3 separate regions of the Sus scrofa genome follow, and all the other regions are linked to region 1. The links are chromatin contacts, called in public HiChIP or PLAC-seq maps. All regions are on one chromosome and are shown on one strand. Each heading gives the region's core, a stretch centred on a gene start, on an enhancer-like site or on the middle of the called end of the contact. The rest is flanking DNA. Distances are from core to core; before and after follow the strand shown.

Region 1 (2,700 bases), core at 69-2,568:
ATAAAGGAAAAATATGTTATCTCATCAGGTGATGTAGCGTCAGGATCAGTTAATTAGGTCTGCACTTGAACAGCCTGGGTGACCTCCCAAGAACATCCCTTGCTCAGCTCTCCAAGGCCAGGAATGGACCTGTTAGAGCCAAGAAAAAGAAGGGCAGCGGAAACCAAGAGGTAACTTACTGAAAGCTTATTAAGAACGCAGCCACGTAGGGGGACAGGTGAATATATTGATGGGTGATAGCTAAAGGGCCTGGAGTATCTTTTTGGGGTGATGATAATCTTCCAAAATTTGATTGAGCTGATAATTGCACAACCCTGTGAACATACTGACAACCATCAAATCATACACTATAAATGGACGCATTATATGGTATTCTATCTCAATGAAGCGGTTACTCACACATACAAAATGCAACCATAAGGAATGTGGAAAAAGGTTGCCCGCACACCTACCACCCTTGGGCACATCTCCAAACCTCCCGCCAAACACTGTGCATGAAAGATGCAGCTGAGTCCACCTGAAAGGTTAAACTGTCTTCTCCATCGTCCTTGGAAAGCCCAAGGAATTTCTAATACCTTTCACAGCCGTATCTACTGAAAATGAGTTAAGCAAAATGACATTCCATGCTTAGAAACAAAAAGCTCTGGCTGCCCGGAGAATCCAATGAGATGGAACAACTCCTCACGGCCTAGCAATGCTGCGTGGATAGGGTATTACTGGACTCAACAGCCCTTTGAATTTTTTTTTTTTTCTTTTTTTGGCTTCCCAGCTAAAAAGGAATATTTCTCTCTTACCGTTAAGTTGATGTCCTGATACAGATCAGGGCTCGAAGGTCTAGACCAGGGGGCTACCAACTACAGCCCACAGTAAAATTCAGCCCTCCCCACGCCCCTGCCTGTTTTCACAAATAAAAACGGCACTGGAACAGAGCTATGCGCATTCCTTTACCTATCGTCTGCAAATGCTGTCAGCTACAACACCAGAGATCATGGAACCCACAAACCTAAAATATTTACTCTCCGGCCCTTTAGGGAGCAGTCCCTGCTCTAGGCCTCTGGAGCCCATGTCCCTCCTCCACCCACCCCCACCCAGTCCCCTGGCCAGCAGAGCAAAGGGCCTAGAGTCACTGACGTGAGGCTTCTCTGAAGACCATCTGTGCCCGTGAGCTACTCAAGGCCACTTCTGCTCCTTAAGGATCTCCTAAAATGCAGGCTGTTTGTTCATTTTATTCACAGTTCTTCCCTCACTCCCCACCCTGGCTATGCCTCACTGGGAACAAACTATTTCACCACTCTGTGACCTTGAGCCGGGCCATGCAACTTCCCTTGCTTGGCCAATGTAATATGAGCTGACATCACTTACTGCATGTCCAACCAGACACGTAGGCTGTGAATGTGCCCGTGTGGCTGCATTTGTCCCCTTGAGCTCCTGTCCTCTGCCAGGAGAAGAGCACGGTCCCAGACAGCTGCATCCGTCAGCCCAAATCTTCAAATGAGACAAGTGCAGCAAGTTCAAGACCTGAACTGAAGCCCAGGCACTGTAACTCATGACCAGGAGCACGGAATTAGCATTGCAGTAGCCACTGTGGATTTGGGAGTCATTTGTTACCCAGCATTTCTACAGTAAAACCTGACACACGCCTTTTTTTTTTTTTTTTTTTTTTGTCTTTTTAGGGCTGCCTGTGGCATATGGAGGTTCTCAGGCTAGAGGCTGAATCAGAGCTGTAGCCACTGGCCTATGCCACAGCAAAGTCAGATCCGAGCCGCATCTGTGACCTACACCTCAGTTCATGGCAACGCTGGATCCTTAACCCACTGAGTGAGGCCAGGGATGGAACCAGCAACCTCATGGTTCCTAGTCTGATTCATTTCTACTGCACCACAGCAGGAACTCCAGTTTCTAAACACACTTTCTTAGCATATTTTTAAATATAGGCAAAGAACTTACAATCAGTTAATATGTGTATCAGTGCCAACCTTCATCTTAATCTCATTCAACCTAAAGGGCAAATGTAACTATAAAGTTCACCACATAAGACTAAAATCCCATCACCGTCAGAATCTCCTAGCAGGTATTCTAAACAAAAAAGATGTGACCACACTTGGCTTTCATAATACCCTCCCTTACAAAAACAACTTCCGGAATTAACTCTAGCAAACAACCGATGGGAACAAAGGTGGGATGGAACTAGGCAAGAGAGGGGATGGGAAGAGATTTCTTTTGTTCCACACATCTGAAGTTGCCTGCCTTACCTCTCAAGACTCCCTAGACAATTAACTCCTCTTTCTTCCATTCCACTTCAAAAGTTGCAAACCCAGGGCACTGCAGGTGTCTGGTCTCTAGGTTAAGGCTGCCAGTCCTGCTGCTAGTGCTTCCCTGGCCCACTAGGTGGTGCTGCAGCCGTGCCTGGGGAAGGCCCACTCCCTCCCTCCATGCCTGGGACAAAGGGAGAAGAGGCAACCAGAAGACTCCCAGGCCCTTCTCAAATTCAGACTTGCTCCTTCCCATTTCTTCTCACCACAAATCCCCACTTAAATAGGGAAAAAAACAGCATTGAGCAATGGAGTTCAAGCCTGCAGTTATGACAGCCTGAGTTACCCGAAAAAAAAGTAGAGTTATATTTATCAGATTCGAAACCTAACATGTTGGGTTGGAGTGTGTTGACAGAAGAAAGAATAAGCCCAGAAGATGTAAGAGCAG
Region 2 (2,700 bases), core at 36-2,535, 69 kb after region 1:
CTTGCTCAGCTCTGGGCTCTTTGAAGGTCGCCTCACTGTCACTTCGGAGTGCCGGAGCCCAGAATCCAGGCCACGCGGCGTGACCAACACGGTACACAATGGGCACCAGGTGCGGCCGATGCGGGAGGAGTGCTGCCCTAGCAGGATCTCCGCGCCCGGCCCTTCCCGCCGCCACCACATCAAGCACCGACACTCTTAGAACACTCGTGTCCTTCTCCACCCATCCCCGGGGCCGATGCGCCGGAACAAGTCAGCGGTCCACGGGCTTACCCTCTAGAGGCGCGCGGAGTGCAGCCCCGTAGCAGGCGCGGCCCCGGGAGCCTCCGGCGCAGGGCTGCCCGGGCGATCGACACTCCTGGCTGCCTCCTCCTCGGTGTCCTCGGCCCGGCCCGGGCCGCCCGGCGGCTCTGGTTCCCTCCACAGCAGGCGGCCGGGCGGCACCAGGGCGCACACGGCGGGCTGGGCTTTGGCGTCTCCTCCTCCTGATGCTGCCCGGCCGCCGACTTCGCGCTCCCAGCTAGAGATCCGGGGTTCCGGGACGCGGGGGTCGTCGGGGCGCTCGGGCTCCCGCGCGCTCCCTCCCGTGCCGCCCTCCCGCGCGCGGCCCCTCTCCCGGGGCGCCTGGCTCACAGCGCGCAGCGATCAGGGGCTTGGGGTGCACGGGGGCGGCGGCCGGGTGGGCCCGGGGGCGGCGGGCGGGGGCGCTGCTGCGGACCGGGGTACTGAAGCGGGCGCCGCTGCGCGGCCTCTCGCCATGGCTCTCAGCGGGCGGGCGCTTCGCACCTCCCCTCCGCGCTGCCGTCACCAACCGACGCGCGTCTAGCCCTCCCCTTCCCCGGCCCCGCCCGCAGGCCAGCGCCGCCACCTGCGGGTGGCCCTCCAGGACGCCCGCCGGGAGTGTGCCCCAGCCTTCCGGAGCCGCGCCCCTCCTACCTCTCCGGTCGCGGCAGGTGGCCCGCTCCAGAGCCTTTACCCGATCTAGGCCTGGAGAAGCCCCTGGAAAAATACCTGGTTCGTGACAAGCTATCGCACTCCACCACCCGCGCCCCAAACGAGAGCTTATATACTTCTAGCCCGTCTCGATGTCAGTCCAGCCAGTCTTAGGGAACTCACGCGGATACTTTGCCACGAACGCAGTGTAAGTCCAGGCGTTCCGTTCCTGCAGGCCAGGCCGTCCCCTAGGAAGGCAACCCTTAGACTTAAGCCGGGGTGGAACTGAGCCAGGAGATGAGGGGAATATGGATGAGCAGTCTGAACAAAATGCCACCAAAGAGGGAGGGGGACAGAGGTGTGGGGGATCAGGAAATGATCCAGGAAGTAAGTGCTCACAGGCTACTTACTCTATTATGCAAATCACCGCTGGACGGTTTAACTGGGAACACATGACCTCATTTCCAGTTGAGGCTGCTGAGTCTACAGCGTTGACCTCGTCCCTGCCCAAAGGTCACAGAGGACATTGGGAAGACCTGGAGAAGACGCAGACCAGAACCGAAGACCCAAGGAAACCAAACCTGAGAAAACCTGATTTCCAGTACCCCAAGACTTGAAGAGACAAAAGTACACAGTAAAGATTGGTTCAGGCAAGAATCATCAATGGATGCTAACCCTAGGGAGGATTTATTGGGGGAGCAGGTATTTGCCTGGGTTAATGTGTCTCCCTATAGTTGGTTTAGGCTTATTAGTAGAAAGAGAAATATTTAATATACAAAGGGGCAGAGGGACAGCACCTTGACCTGCAGCAAAATCCACATCATCAGTAAAAGCAGGTCATGCTGGGAGAACACATCACCTATGCAGTATTTCCAGGGAAAATGTATAACCCGAATCTAAGGATAATGAAACCCCAGGCAAACCCCAAATGAGGAAATATCTATTAAAAATGGGCAACGGCTGTATTCTTCAAGAATGTCAATGTCGCAGAAGAAGGCTTGGGAAATGTTCCAGATTAAAGAGTGCTAAAAAGTCATAACAACTCAGTGTGATACCTGGTCCTAACCTGGATTCTGGAGGAGGTGGGGAGAAGGATGCTATAAAGGACATTCTAATGGATAAAATTGGAATCGGAATCCTGATAGTTGATTAAAGTTTTAAATCAATGTTAGATTTGCTGATGCTGATGACTTGTACTGTGGTCATGTACAAGAATATCCCTATTCTTGGAAATACACAGTGAAGTATTGTAAAGAGGAAAAGAGGCATGATGTATGCAACCTGTCTTCAGGCCATTCAGGAAAAAATATGCTGCTAAGGAAAAAACGATAAAGTAAATGGGCAACATGTTAACACTTAGTGAATCTGGTTGTAGGATGTATTGGAACATTTCTGTAAGTTTGAAATTATTTCCAAATAAAAGGATTTTGAAAAGTCACCAAGTAGGGGATGAGGTGAGATGGGAGGAAGGCAAGAAGTGGTATAAATGGACAACACAGGTCTATTTCTGCTTTTAGTACTTGTGACTTTAGAAACAGGTGATAAAATTCATACAGAACTTACACATAAGTACAAGTAAACCTGGGGAAATTGAGTAAGATAGGTGGATTGTATGAATGTCAATATCATAGTTGTGATACCATATTAAGTTTTGCAAAACGTTATCAGGGGAAGTTGGGCAAAGTGTATTATTAGTAAGTGTATTATTTCTCATGACTGATGTGAATCTATAATTATCTCCTTAAAGTTTCAATTACAAAAAAAAAAAAA
Region 3 (2,700 bases), core at 111-2,610, 91 kb after region 1:
TGGTTAATGAGCTGGGTCCATGTACTTTCTAGCTTGTGTTTATGATATTGTCTCAAAATTGTCTCTAGCAGGAGTTCTTAAACTTTGCTGGATCATTGGTACCTTTGAGAATCTGATCAAACCATGGATTCCCATCCAGAAAAATGCACATGCACACATTTTAGCTCTCTTGACAGGAACATGTGTTCTCTGGAGGCATCCAAAAAATGTAGGCTAAGAAGCACCAGGATTTGATATTGTTTCTGACATTAATGCTAAGGCTATCAAGCTTGGAATAAACTAGTTCCAATTTCATTTTAAGTCTTGATTAATTAGGAATTGTTCCATGAGGATTTTTTCCCACATCAAATCTATTAAATTGACAATAACGGCTAATAAGATTCCTGAGAAGGAAAGTAAATAGGAGAGGTAATAACCTGCCATTAGAGAGGCAGAGTTCCTCCAGGTAGGTTTTCAAACGCGGTCCCTTATGGCAAGATCCACATCACCTGTTAACTTGATAGAAATGCAAAATTTAGGGCCTCATCCAGATCTACAGAATCGAACATTCTGTGGGTAGGTGTGGAGCTTGTTTTAACCAGCACTGCAGCTGATTCTGATGCTAAAGTTGAGAAACACTGCGCTAACTCTAGTGGAAGGAAAGGGGAGCTGGTGCTAACGTGCCTGGCAGTTGCTATTTGAGGGCGTGGATCTTTGAAAGTCCTAAGCAACTAAATTGAGATCAGAGGATCTGATCTATTTTTTTTTCATGTACAAGAAGGAAGATAATCCACAGCCTACTCCTTTCTAAAGAGTGAGGAGACATTTGTTACCCACATTATGTCGCCGCGTCCATCTGAGCTCCAGAGGGCATAAGAAAAACGATGGAAGGAAACGGAGGACAGTGGGAGCAGGAAAAATGACGAGGGCCCAGGACTGCATTGCCACCAACTATGCAACTACTGCCCACGAAAGTCCCCTCGATCCACCCAAACTCCAGTCCCACCCCCGTCAGGGTGGACCAACTCTCGGTCCCAGCCACCCAATTCCGTGCCGCAGCCACCAGTAACCAAAAGCAGCCCTAGCGCTCCTTCCACGGTTGAGTGCTGCCCAGGAGACGTGATGGGCCAATCCAAACGCGGAGGTGGGTGGAACTCGCAAGGCCAGAGGCCACGCTCTGAGCCGGGTTTCCCCAAGCATTTTCTACCGCAATTTAGGGTCGGTCGGTGGACTAGCCCTAACGCAGGGAGCAAGGCCGTTGTTGTTGAGGGAGGTGCCTAGCGGCTTCATTTCCAGACTCCAGCCAATAGGAACTGATACTGATCAGCCAATCAGCAGCCAGCGCTCCTTCCGGCGTTCTGCGTGCTGCCCTGGAGACGTGCAGGCCTAATCCAAATGCGAAGGGGTGATGGACCTGTAAGGTTTCACGCTGTTTCTGCGCGTCCCGCCTTGCTCCATTACTTCGTCCCTGGCTTTGACCAGTGGACTCGTCCTGAGGGGTGGGGGCTAAGACGCGCGCACTCGCTGCAGCGGTCTGGTGGACCTGCGGCTTCTCCCCACCTGGTGAGCAGGTGAGTGGCAGTGGAGGCTTTAGGGGCGCTGAATCTGGGTTCCGGTCTCTCTTAGCGTTCGCTGGAGCGATTACAGATCTGTAGGGGAGCCGTCCAGCTACCGTCCCCCTCTGGGCGGACCCTGTGCACCCCCCCACCCCCCCTCTCTTCGGGCTCTGCTTTGTGCTGTATTAAACTCTACACAACTTTTTGTTCAGGGTACACGGGACACCCCTTGTTTCGCGAGTTGCGCTGTACAGACGCCCGAGTTCGCAGTTTAAAACTTGGGCTCTTAAAACTCAGGCTTAGCTTCCCGGGTGTCGGTGGACTTGGAGAAGGCACTGAAAGCAGCCCGTTTGCTGGCGGCGAGCTACTTGGGGTTGGGGAGGAGGGAGTGTTTACGTAGCGACTTAGAGCCTGCACTTTCGAGGTCCCCGAGCTCAAAGCCTGCAGTTGATTCGGTCGGTGAAGTGCGGAGGGGGAGCACCTGTTGAGTGCTTAGCGTAGTGCCTGCCACCTTTTGTGTCCTCGGGTAAGGTTGACTTGGCCTGCGGTTTTCGAAGATAGCTGCGCAACGAGAGGGCGAGTTAAAACACGGATTGCTCGGCCCCGCTTCTAGAGTTTCCGATTCAGTAGGTCTGGGCCCGGGCCAAGAATTTGCATTTCTGCCAAGTTCCTGAGCGCTGCTGATGCCGCTAGTGTGGGAGTTAATGATCTGAAGGAAAAGGGTTCCAATTTTTATCAACGTGCCCCTACCACCTAGTCTGTTTCAGAGTTCGTTGAGAGTAGGTCATGGCCCCTGAATCTTAAATACCTCAATTTCTCAAATACGTTATTTTTCTGACTTCTGTCTTCTCAGATGGTACATATATACCTAGGTGAATTTATAGATTAAAAGAGACGTTTTATTTTACAGTTTAAGAGGTTACAGATTTTAAAAAACGCTTCTTAGGAAGTTTCAGTTGAGGAACATTTGAGGATTGAGTCAAAAAGAATCTCAAAGGTCATGGGGATTTCAAATTTGAAAGACAACTTAGAAGATCATCTGATCCAATTCTTTGTTTTACTCTAAAAAAATTGGGCCCTCACAGAGGGGACCTGCTGATGGTAATAAACCCACCCTTGTCAAAGCCACTTTGTTAATTGATGTATTATGTTAATTTCAGGATGA

The links. HiChIP or PLAC-seq counts read pairs in DNA pulled down with a chosen protein or histone mark.
Region 2: a contact with region 1 is called in an H3K27ac HiChIP or PLAC-seq map of skeletal muscle. The contact joins the promoter of TRAK1 here to the enhancer-like site in region 1. A contact is called at or near these places in 3 of 5 promoter capture datasets (fetal skeletal muscle, liver and skeletal muscle), 16 of 47 Hi-C or Micro-C datasets (adipose tissue, alveolar macrophages, embryonic fibroblasts and 8 more) and 2 of 2 datasets of contacts at active chromatin or transcription factors (alveolar macrophages and skeletal muscle).
Region 3: a contact with region 1 is called in an H3K27ac HiChIP or PLAC-seq map of alveolar macrophages. The contact joins the promoter of ULK4 here to the enhancer-like site in region 1. A contact is called at or near these places in 1 of 5 promoter capture datasets (fetal skeletal muscle), 4 of 47 Hi-C or Micro-C datasets (heart right ventricle, liver, mesenteric adipose tissue and 1 more) and 2 of 2 datasets of contacts at active chromatin or transcription factors (alveolar macrophages and skeletal muscle).

What each region holds. Positions count from the first base shown.
Region 1 is chr13:25,841,264-25,843,963 of Sscrofa11.1, reverse strand. All of the region lies in intron 2 of TRAK1 (trafficking kinesin-binding protein 1), which reads right to left. Among named protein-coding and RNA genes, the nearest start is that of TRAK1, 69 kb to the right of the region's middle. Within about 2 kb of position 1,318, at least 22 of the 83 cell types and tissues checked have an H3K27ac peak or open chromatin away from gene starts, as enhancers often do. A contact at or near this core is called in adipose tissue, alveolar macrophages, liver and 2 more, where this site is marked.
Region 2 is chr13:25,771,930-25,774,629 of Sscrofa11.1, reverse strand. It overlaps TRAK1 (trafficking kinesin-binding protein 1), which reads right to left and starts at 1,285. Exons shown (of 17, transcript XM_021071690.1): 1 at 1,114-1,285.
Region 3 is chr13:25,750,125-25,752,824 of Sscrofa11.1, reverse strand. It overlaps ULK4 (serine/threonine-protein kinase ULK4), which reads left to right and starts at 1,360. Exons shown (of 38, transcript XR_002337917.1): 1 at 1,360-1,550.